3 separate regions of the Mus musculus genome follow, and all the other regions are linked to region 1. Evidence: chromatin contacts called from public HiCAR-type and promoter capture Hi-C data. All regions are on one chromosome and are shown on one strand. Each heading gives the region's core, a stretch centred on a gene start, on an enhancer-like site or on the middle of the called end of the contact. The rest is flanking DNA. Distances are from core to core; before and after follow the strand shown.

Region 1 (3,794 bases), core at 574-3,073:
GACCCATACTGGTCCAATCAGACCTGAAGAAAAAACATACTCCAAGCTTGGGAGTTTTATCCTCTCCTCTTCCCCTAGTGAATAAGAAAGTACTGTTATGTCAGTCATCTTGAAACCATAAGGAAGACCAACAATGCCATAGTAAATGCCATAGTAAACCCTGATGGCATTGCTGAGCCAACAAATCTATGAGTTCAGTGTCCATCCTTCCTCTGCATTTAGTGACATAATTCCCCTCAGTATTTAACAGTTAGACTTTATTACCCTAATTTCACAATGGGGGGGGGGGGGAACAGGCAGTTAAGTGGAGTTAAGTGACATGTCCATTATCATATAGCTAGTAACTGACAATACCACAGCACTGGAAGGCAGAAGCCATGGTCTCATTTTGCAGCCCTTACTATTGTGCCTCAAACACCCACCGCAGCTGCAAGAAACTTTGAAATGAGGAGCACAAGTCTGAAATTTCATTAGCACCATTCTGTAAATATTGTGTTTCTTGAGACTTGATTTTGTAGATTTCTGGCTGCCTGTGGCTATTTTTTAAGACAGAAACTTTATGTAACACTGGTTGTCCTGGAAATCGCTACGTAAACCAGGCTATCCTCGAACTCATCTTCATGAATTTATCCACTGCCTCTGCCTCCTGAGTGCTGGGATTAAAGGTGTGCACAGCCTGTGGGGTTTTTTTAATGACAAAATATATTTGCCGTTTAAGAAAGAATAATTTATGCTAAAATACAGGTTTTTGAAAGTCTTCACTGTAAATGTCCATCTTATGGAGGACAGTTCGAAAAAACTGTAAGAGGGGAGAAGAGTCGACTTCATACTAATGCTCACTGGGCAGTAAAGCTCCAGCTACATACACACACACACACACACACACACACACACACACACAGAGAGAGAGAGGGGGGGAGGGGGAGGGAGGGGGAGGGAGGGGAAGGGAGGGAGAGAGGGGGGGATGAGGGGGAGAGAGAGAGAGACCCCCCCGCCCCGCCCCAAGCCAGCATCCCCGACATCCTCCGAAGCTGACCCTCCCCCACCCACGGGCCAGGTTCTGAAACTTGATCCTGCCAAGCAACCAAAGCCACAAACCCTGCAGCGCCCAGACCTGGCTTCATCCTCCCCACAACCCCAAAAGGGCATTAGCCGAGGAGGTGGGCACGATAGAGGCGTTTTAACTTTTCAAAGTGTTTCATTCGCGAGAGAGCTCAAAGGGCCGATCCCACCAATCTAGGGTTTCACTCCACAACCTCACAGGTGCTGGTACCGAGTGCTGAATGAACCGCCGCCAAGCCAGAATTTAGCCCGGAGGTGAAAAAGGCCTCAGGAGGAACCGAGTCTGGTCCCCAAAAAGACGCCCGGGAGCGTGGGGAGGGCTCCTGGAGGCTGAGAGGGGACAATGACAGCTGTGACCCGGCTCCACATTCTCACCTTGAACATGTCGCTGGCAGCCGCGGCTCCGGCAGGGTCACCCCTCCCTTGGCCCCTCCCACTATAAAAAAGGCAACTACGGTGGCCGGGTTAGATCCTGATTCCCTTGACCACGAGCGAGCACGAGATGATGCTGTGACGCCAGCTTAACCCGCCAAAAGCTCGGCCTGCGCCGCTAGGTGGCGTGTCGCGTTGCTTAGCAACCGAGAGGCGCGCGCGGGAACCTAACAAATTCAAACCCCGCCTCCTAGACAGTCCTGCCTCCTTGCAGGCTGTTGCTAGGCGGCAAAAGGCTGCAGGTCCGTGTGGGCGGCCGCACGCTGTGGTGAGAAGAAGGCGGTTCTCTGGCTCCCTGCCGCGCCGGGGACTGGCTTTCGCCTCCACTGCCAGGCTCCGGCTGCGAGGGTTGAGAATCCTGCACGCTGAGGCAGCCAGGCGGTGGCGCCCGACGGACGAGGGTAAACTGCACCAGTCTCTTAGGGAGAAGCAGCGGATCGACCCGACCTTGGGGCATCGATTTACCTCATAAAAGGTTTTTCCCTTAAAGAATTTACCTTGCGCTGAACGGTCCTTAAGTTTTACGTTTAAACTAAATGTAACATGTCGCTTACTTGTGAAAAAATGACCGGTACCGGTGTTTTTCTTTTTAAAGTACTAAAGTGTAAATCTGACAATCAAATATTGGTCCCATTTAATACTTGTAGACGTAAAATGGCAGTATTTGGCTATTTGCGAGAAAAACTGGCGTTGTCGCTGGTTTAATAATTTCATTTTTTCCACCCAAGTCTATGGGCACAATTGTCACGGCCGAGCGTCCAAGGCTGTGAAAAATCTAAGGCTAGGATTCAACTCCAGGTAGGCTGCCTCTTGAAATCTCAGCGCTAGCCTCAGGGAACACTAGCGGGTCCGATAAAGACGGCGTATTTCATATTTCGTTTCTGTCCTAATTCGACAGAAAATGGAAGAAGCCCTGTGGGCGGGCGTCCTGGAGATGCGGAGATTTTTTCAGTGTAAGGTCACTTGTCCTTTTACCCAGAGACTGATTGGGACACACCTGTCCTTAAGGAAATTAGGGGGGTTTTTATTCGCTGAGGGAGAGAGAGAGAGAGAGAGAGAGAGAGAGAGAGAGAGAGAGAGAGAGAGAGAGAGAGAGAGAGAGAGAGAGAGAAGGAAAAGGCGCGCCGCGCGTCTGGGACAAGCTGGAGCGCTTCGGTAAGAAGTTAGGTTTGTCGTAGTATGTAGTATCGGAGCTTTAGTTCAGTGATTTGTGGTCAAAGTTTTTTGGTTTTTTTTTTTTTTTTTAAAGCGGGACTTTGCGGTGTTCGAAAGTTTCAGGGAGGAGAAAGCCCTAGAGCTCAGCCTACTGCCGGACCAACTTCCAAATGTTACGAGCGGCTTTTTTTTCCCCCTTCTCAACAGAATTGTGTGTTCCGAGCCATCTCCATCTCCAGACCCTGAGGAGAAATACTGAATAGACTCGGAAGGCTCTGTCTGCATCAGTAAGGTAACATCTTAGAAGTGGGAAGCATGGTGATGATAAGTTACAGCCAAAGCGCTTGCTTAATGCCAGGAGTTGCGGGGGTATGTGAACTAGGAAAAGAAGGAAATGACAATTTCACCTTCACTAAACTCTAACTGAACTTTAGCATTTAAGTACGGTGTAGGCAACAAACCTTAGTATTAGCAGTACTTGCGAGTGTCGCCAATAGAAAGCAGGTATTTTCAAACCATTTACAGTCACAGCAGCTAACTAAAAATATCACTTATGCTCATTACTACAAAAGTACAATCGTTATTAAATTTTTATTTTATGCATAAAGAAGACACGTGTTACTGAAATTTCCTTTTAAAAGGTATTTTGAAGATATGAGTAAGAATTTGGGGAGCTTCATCCAGACGGGAATGTAATACTTAAAAGAGTAAAAACTTTTTGGTAGAATCAGTAATCTCTTACGTACTGATCAAAACACCAAAGGGGGACGGAACCACGGAGAGGTTAAGCAATTTGATTAGTCTCACAAGTGTTCAGTAAAAAATGGACCAAAAAAAAATCTTTAGAAAATGTGTAAAATTCTCCACTCAGAAAAATATCCCCTGCCAGTAAGGAGTTTGTGAGGAAAATGACCAATCCTGAATTATTGCTCCAAAAAGCTAACTTCAAGAGCCAGGTGTGGTGGTGATCATCTGTAATCCCAGTGTACATGGGGTGTTGGGGCAGGAGGTTTAGCTTCAAGCTACTGTCTGCTACAGATTGAATTTGAGACCAGCCTAAGCTACGTGGGACCCTGTGTCCCAAAAAGACAAGTTAACTTCAGTGCTACAGTGACTAGAAGGAGAAAGATGGGCAAAAGGGAGAC
Region 2 (3,846 bases), core at 1,256-3,755, 1.1 Mb before region 1:
CCTCAACTGCTCTGAGGGCAAAGGGTCCTCAAATGATCAACTGCTCTGAGTGCAGTGGGTCCTCTAGGGTGTATCACGATATAGAGTCTTCACGGGAGCAGACCAACTAGGAGTCTGTCCCAGCAGCAAGGACAAGGCAGAAGAGGTGGAAGGGACAGAAGGAAGGTGAGTGGTATTCGGGAGGGTGGGGGCTTTGGTAGATGATGGGGCCCAAGTCCACCAGGCTCCCAGAAGCAGCTCTGGGACTGGGGGAGGGGGCATTGAGGGGGGTTTCTTACCAACTGCTCTGAGTGCAGTGGTTGCTCTAGGATGGATTGAAATATGGAGTCTTCACAGGAGCAGACTCGCTCAGGGCTTTTTCAAGGCCACAATCTGGTTGTTTTGCACATGTTCTCACATCCAGGATTGTCTTGTCTTTTGTTTCCCTGGACTCCATATTTTCAAACTATCTTTTCCAAATAATAATCTTGGTCTAATTAAAAAAAAAACAAAGCAAGAATCTGTTTGAAATGTGAGCAAGTTTCAAATGACAGAGACACAGGTTAGCAGAGTATGATAGAGTATGAATAGGAAATACGGCATGTCCAGCCTAACAAATGAGAATTGGGGTTTTGCAAAGCTGGAAAGCAGAGATCCAAGGAAATGTTATAGTCCGGCCATTCAAAGCAGGCTGGGGGAATGATTTCTACAGCAAAGCTATACTGAGTTAGCAGCAGGTTGCCATTCAATGTTTACTGAGATCCAGGCCTAGGACTCTGATTCTGATTCATATTGCAAATTTTTGGTGAAGATATCTAGAATCTCATTGAAGGTCATGAAATATTATAGAAAGGATTGAGTTGAACTGATCAAGTTTCTTACCTCTTTGGGAAAATCGAATAATTGGCTCCGATGGGAGACCAGGTTGGCCAAGGTCTCATAGCAAGTCTGAGGCAGAAAGAAGAGTAGATAGATGCCAGCCCTTAACAGCCACAACAATTCCTTAGCTTCACACAGGCAGTGGCAGCAGTCCACGTCTCACTAGTTCAGCTTCTGTGTATTTACAAGGTAGACAAGATCCAACAGGGCAACAGGTGACTATTCATTGGGGGTTGGAGGTGGGGACTGCCATTGTTTTCTAATCCTTCTCTGATCCTCACCCTCAATTCACTTCTCCCTCCCCTTTTAGACATTGAAGGAGTTTTCAAGCTGGGATTTCTGTACATTCCAGAGCTGGTTATACAACCGGATTCTTTGTTGCTCCAGCTCACCTGGCACTGGCAGTTACTAATGCCACTTAATGTCTTTAGGCTAGTTAGAGGCCTAAGCTCAGCTGGCCCGTTGCCACATTCCAGACACAGTAGCCTGTAAGGCTGGTCTGACAGGCCTCCTCAGTGTTCCTCAGTATGACCTCTGGTTAGGGCTCACACAAAACTTCTTTCCCTATCTAGAAAAGGGATCTGCACAGACCAGACTCACAATTGATGAAGTGTGCTCTGGAGATCTTTGTTTGTTTAATTTTGCTTTTGTTTTTGGAGACAGGGTTTCTCTGTATAGCCCTGGCTGTCCTGGAACTCACATTGTAGACCAGACTAGCCTCAGACTCAGAAATCCGCATGCCTCTGCCTCCCGAGTGCTGGGATTAAAGGCATGTGCCACCACTGCCCGCCTGGAGATCTTGAGAATCATTCCATGTTCGTTGGAAGGTATGGAATTTAGGTGAGAGGCCAACTATTGAAATAGTATACTCTAAAAACAGTTATTTTCCTAGGGAAGAAAAGTGAAAGGTACCCTGAAAGGTAAGTATAGGTCTATATTCCAAATATGTCCCAGTTACTGGCAGTCTAAGTAACGGAGGTGAAGTGCCTTTTCCCAGGCAGCACTGATGGTAGTTGACCTCAATCTTGCCTTCCCTAAGAGCCTGGGGCAAGCAAGGAAAGTGCAGGGCTAAGGAGCCAGGTGGTGTGGGGGTGGGAGGACCAAGAGGCAGGTCACTTTCCTGACAGGTGATTTCCTCTCTGGGAAGACCAGCCACCTGGCCCTGCTGCCACTCTTAATAATTAGCCAACCATGGTGCTAAAGGTTTCTGCAGGCCCCACAATCTCTGGCTCCTTCCTTTTCTCCCCCACTTCTCACAGCTAGTCTCGAACTGAGTGGAGAAACTCTTTGGTAGCAACCTGGGAGCAGTAGCGCAAAAGCACCAAGTTAAGGAATGAGGAATGTATGCAAAATCGAAACCGAGTTCCAAGAGTCTGGCAAGTCCCATTTGGGCGGGACTAGCTCCGGGAGTAGGGTGTGTAGCCACGCTGAAACCCGCCCCGCGTGGGAGCGGAAGTAGGGAGTCCCTGCAAGGGGTTCGACAACCTCTCCGCCCCCCTGCCAATACCACGCCCGATTTATTTGCATTTAAAGAGAGAAGCACCAAGGAAAACAGTGGGCGGGCGAGGGCATGCCTTCCAGCCGTCATGATTGGACTGTATGCCTGCCAATCATATCACGGACGTCCCACCCTATAACTGTGGAGTCCGGGGTGAAGGGGGTATGGGGGAGCTGCCCAGAGCCTGGAGAAGGGTAGTCGGCGCAGAAGACTGCTGTAGTCCCGGTGAAGGCTGCGGCAGGAGCAGTGGTGGCGTTCTCAGCAGAGGCTCCAGCTCAAATCGGAGCAGCGCAGCAGACAATAAACAGCGCTGGGAGCTGGACCTGGCAGGGTAAGCATTGCACACAGCTAAGAGCCATCCTGCTGAAGGTCTAGTGCATCCCCGCGTGCTCCGCTCTGGTCTCCTGGACTAGGGTTTCCAGAGCCTGGCTGATCGGAGTCCCAGCCTCTTGCTGGTCTTTCTTTGAACTCGCTTTGCGTACTGTCCAGCGAAGGGCCCAGCGGCCGTTAGTCTTTAGGGTCCGGGCGACCGTGGCTGGGGGGTGGGGTGGGAGGGCCGGAAGGCGGGCGGACTATCCTGGGCTACGCCTCTAGGTTGTAATGGGAGGCTGGGATGGGCCCACACGTGCTGTTGCGTGGTTCCGGGAAGGGCGCCGCTAGCCAGCACCCGGAGAACGCATTTGCAGGCCGGGAACTCCTTATCTTTGTTTGTAGTATATTTTCTGGAACAGCTGTTAGGCCGGTGCTGCTCACCCGCGAGGCCTTGCTGTGGCCCCTCCCCTCTGCGGTGCATCTCCTATGTCTCTCCTCTGCAGAGGAAGCTGGCGCGCTCGCTTATGGCCAGACTGAGACTGGCTTTAGGGTGGATTAAGATATCCACAGTCTGTTCCTCCTCAAGGGAGCACAGTTGGGTTTCTGAACTTCCCACTTATCCTGGAACCTTGGTCCTATGGTCCCAACCAGCCGCACCCCCTCCTGGGCCTCCAGTCTGTCGTTTGGCTCCCACCCCCATTGCAGGCGGGCTGGACCAGGAGCTCTTACTGGCCCTTGGGTTAGAGCTGCAAGGCCGCTTTGTTGCCGCCCCCACCCCCTACGCGCCTCTTTTCCCTTGTAGGGCATAGGGCGCGTTTTTTTTTCTTTTTCTCTCCAGCCTTTGGTTTAAAATAGCAATAGGCACAATATTGTGGGGGGATTTCCCTGCTAGAGGCGGAGGGGGCCGTCGTTGTAGTAAAGAACACACAGTATATATAAGGCAGACAAATCCTACAACTTCTCAGTTACTTAAAATACCCAGCCTGCCAGACTGCTGTCATTGTCTGCTGCAGACACCTCTGACACTGGTGACCGCCCAAAGGCGTGATTTCTCCTGAGCTCCCCTTTGAGGGGCTAAGCTTGCCAGATGAGCCATGGGAGGCAAAGGCGGCAGCGGGACTAATACAGCAGGACCATCCTCCCTGTCGCTGGACTCGCCTTGAGAGAAGTGTAGACAG
Region 3 (3,533 bases), core at 1,013-3,512, 1.7 Mb before region 1:
CTGTTGAGATGGCTAGGAGCTGGAGACCAACCTCTGCTACAACAGTATAGGACCTTGTCTTGAAAAACATCAAAGACCAGACTTTGGGAACTAGCAACCAGAGACAGTCCAAAAAAGGTGTATTTCAACATATTTAAAGTAGGCTGCCTGCTAGAACAAATTAGCTTTAACAGCGAAACTGACTTTCTCTAACACAAACGAAGAAATCTGATTTTACACTACTATTTCGTATCTTTCATAATTTAGAAATGGTTGAGTACACGGTACAGAAGGAGTGGAAGCCGGGTTTAGTGGTGGCTACAATCCCTGCACTTGAGAAGAACTACTTCCAAAAGAGTTTTTAAGTATATCTCAGGCTACAATGTGAGTTCAAACCAGCCTTGGCTAGAATCAAACCCTCTATCAAAACAAATGAACAAGCCAGGCATGATGGCTCAAGCCTGTAATCTCAGCACTGTGGAGGCTGAAGCAGGAAGACTGGCAAAAAAAAAAAAAAAAAAAATCTGAAAGCCACCTACATTACATCGGGAGTCCCATGCCAGCCTAGGTTATAGGGTAAGATCCTGCCCAAGTAAAAAGCCCCGAAATGGAATACATGTGATAAGAAAACAGAAGGGAAGACAACTGAGGGGAGGAAGGAAACCTGCCTGCCGAACGGAAGTCTTGGGGTGAAGGAGGCGACAGGAGGGCAGTGGAGGAGGGGAGCAAATTGTAATTTCACATATGTATATACTTTCACAAAGTATACTTTTATATAAGACCAGGAGACTCTCTCAAAAAATAAAAAATAAAAAAAAGAAAAGAACCCCCCCAAAAAAAAACCCCACCTTGGTATTTCTTAAGAACAGAGTTCTGAGAAGGCAAGGACGATTAGGCAGTGTAGCTAGAATACAGTAAGGGTAGCAAGGAAACTTCAATATAGACACAAAGACCTCCTGTATCTATTCACTCTCCTCTCTTCCGAGGCACCCTCATCCCTTCTCCAGCATCCTAGTCACTGTCTCAGTTCTACCAGGCTCAGGCAGTACTAGAGAGATGGGTAGGCTAGCAATATACAACATGGGAGCCCAGCAAGCCCCATTACCTAAGAAACATAATTCACGGTGGTCATAGGGCCTTCATGAGCAAGGACCTGGCGTGACTTGCACAAAAGCAAGCAGAGCTCATTAGTCAAGCACATACCCCTCCCCCACCCCTCCCTACTGGGCATCCGGCCCCCCTAGGCCTCACTCCCTGGAGGCTTCTGCGAGCAACAGCCAGTGGGGTGGAGACCAGATCTCAAATCAACCACCACACTAGATAGGTGTGGCCCCCACAGGAGAAAACCTATACCTCACAAAACGGTCCTGAGGGGATAGAGAGGCACTATGTCTGACAGGGATTTAATAGAGGAAGAGAAACCTGCCCTGTCTTCCAGTGGGTTGTGTGGGCCCCTCCACAGACTTGTGCCTAATGAAGTGTTTGTACCCCTGGGTAAAGTAACCCAGTTGATGAGACCCTTCACAAATCTTCATTTCCCTGGGGAAAGCAGTTGGGGCTAAGACGCGGTGGAAGGGGACAGAGCAGAAGTGGGGTAGAAGAGGGGCGGTTATGGGAAAGGTGGATGGGTGTGCGGGATCCGCCCTGGGCAACTTCCTCTCTCCTCCCCGCTTCTCTGTAAGCTTGGGGGCTCTTCTGAGACAGTGATAGCTTTGCTACAGAAAGGCGCCAATTCCTGGGCCGGGGAAATGTTCTCAAAAGTAAAGTCGTTTCCCCAGTTCCCAACGACCCTTTAGAATAGGGGATTGATCCAGTCCCTCAAAGAGTTTCCACTGTCTCATCCCAGAGGCGGGGAACTGGAACCCGAGAAAGGCTGGCTCCTCCTTATCCACACTTCTAGTTTGTACACCCTGTCACCCTCTAGAGCGCTCAAATTAGGGCTCCACTATCTTCTCCTTCCTAGGGCCTTAGTGGACAGCCCAGCATCCCCGGCAGGCCTGTGAGCAACCAAGCCCGAAGCCATAAAGTGGCAAGGGTCAAGCTTGGAGCCCCCAGGGCCGACCGCGCTAGTTGTCGGCACTCACCGTCTTCGGCATGGTGGCGGCAAGGGCAGAGGAGTTGGTGAAGTTTGGCTGGAAACTGTCGGGCTGCTCTGAGCGCGCAGTACACTTCGGCAAGGACTCCGGAGAACCGGGTGCTCAGATTGGGTCCCACTCTAGCGTTGGGCGACTGCTCCGCTTCCTGCTAACGGGCCACGACTTTACAAACCCCACCCAGGAAAGAGCCGCCCCCGTTGCGCTGCTCGCTCCTTTATGTGGCCGGGCTTCCGCGCCTCTCCCCGCCCTCCCGCCAGCCTGCCCGCGGCTTCGGGCATCGCCCCGCCCAGCCCGGCCCAGCCCAGAGAGGCTACTCTGGCCACGTGGGGGGCCAGGCTCGGGGCCAAAACTCCCCAAGGACTCCCACTCCCCACTAGTGCCCACTCTGCCCCCTCCCACCTTTCCTCACTGCCCCCCTCCCTCCAAGTTTCGACCATCTGACTCCGCCCCCAGTCTGAGCCAGAGCTTGACTGGGGGGCCACACCCTAGCAGATGCTTTTCAGCCCTGAACCATGAGTTACCAATGTTGGGAACCCGTTGCCTAGTAGAACTGCTGAGTTCCCTCTCTAGGAAGCCTTGTTGGTTAGAAAGTTCCCGCTTGTGGACATTTGAACTCCTCTTTTTCTCTGTGACCTCCAATCATGCCACACCTAAGTTCCCTGGGACCACAACAAATCCTCTGCTGTCCATAGCAGCTCCTGAGAGTTCTGCTACTCCTCAGGAAACTTCTGGGCTAAACTTCAGCTCCTCCTCAACAGTTCACTCCCTTCTAGAGGACTCATTTAACCTGTGACATTTCCTTCGACCTTGTATTTATTTGTTTGTTTGTTTGTTTGTTTGTTTATTATTTATTTATTTCATTTTCTCCAGAACTGGGATCCTTTTCCAATTATCTGTCTTCTATGTTCACTTTCAGTCCTCCAATTCCCACTCTCCTCACATCAGTGTCTTGGTCTTTTCCTTAGTCCTTCCCCAACATTTTGGATTTGTTTTGTCTGTCACCAGAGCTGGCTCTAAACTCATTATTTAGCTTAGGTTTGTCTTGAACTCTCAGTTCTAAGACACTGGCTTAGGTTTGTCTTGAACTCATAATCCTACTACCTCAACTAGATTGCAGATGTCTGACACCGGTTCTATACATTCACTTGCTTTGACACAGCGCACTAACAGCAGCCAGTTGACTTGCATTCCCAGTCCTCCTGTTTCTACCACCTTAGTGCTCAGACAATACCAGGCAGACATTCACTTTTTGATAAGAGTATAAGACTCTCGGGTGATATATGCCCTCCAGTTCTGGCAACTGTGCAGGAGCATGGGTTGTGTGTCTTTCATGAAGTAAATTACCATATACCTCAGTGATGGAGAGTCAAACACAGAATAGTGGAAAGGACACCTCAACACTCACCAGGCTTCAGATCATTGTTTCATCATGAACTCAGCCTGTGTCCTCTGCACTTT

Evidence for each region. Promoter capture Hi-C pulls out the DNA fragments that hold promoters and counts their contacts. HiCAR-type assays count read pairs that join an accessible place to other places.
Region 2: a HiCAR-type map of astrocytes shows a contact between it and region 1, with 2.8 times the contacts expected there. The contact joins the promoter of Amer1 here to the promoter of Fam90a1b in region 1. A contact is called at or near these places in 3 of 39 promoter capture datasets (cranial neural crest, liver and pre-B cells), 1 of 484 Hi-C or Micro-C datasets (CD8 T cells), 1 of 115 datasets of contacts at active chromatin or transcription factors (astrocytes) and 1 of 9 other capture datasets (liver).
Region 3: a promoter capture Hi-C map of pre-B cells shows a contact between it and region 1, with 2.7 times the contacts expected there. The contact joins the promoter of Msn here to the promoter of Fam90a1b in region 1.

What each region holds. Positions count from the first base shown.
Region 1 is chrX:94,364,806-94,368,599 of GRCm38.p6, reverse strand. Fam90a1b (family with sequence similarity 90, member A1B) reads left to right here and starts at 1,823. Exons shown (of 10, transcript NM_001362881.1): 1 at 1,823-1,969; 2 at 2,857-2,941. It overlaps Apoo (apolipoprotein O), which reads right to left and starts at 1,490. Exons shown (of 9, transcript NM_026673.4): 1 at 1,438-1,490. The coding sequence starts at 1,446.
Region 2 is chrX:95,443,499-95,447,344 of GRCm38.p6, reverse strand. Amer1 (APC membrane recruitment 1) reads left to right here and starts at 2,505. Exons shown (of 2, transcript NM_175179.4): 1 at 2,505-2,687.
Region 3 is chrX:96,094,774-96,098,306 of GRCm38.p6, reverse strand. Msn (moesin) reads right to left here and starts at 2,262. Exons shown (of 13, transcript NM_010833.2): 1 at 2,064-2,262. The coding sequence starts at 2,075.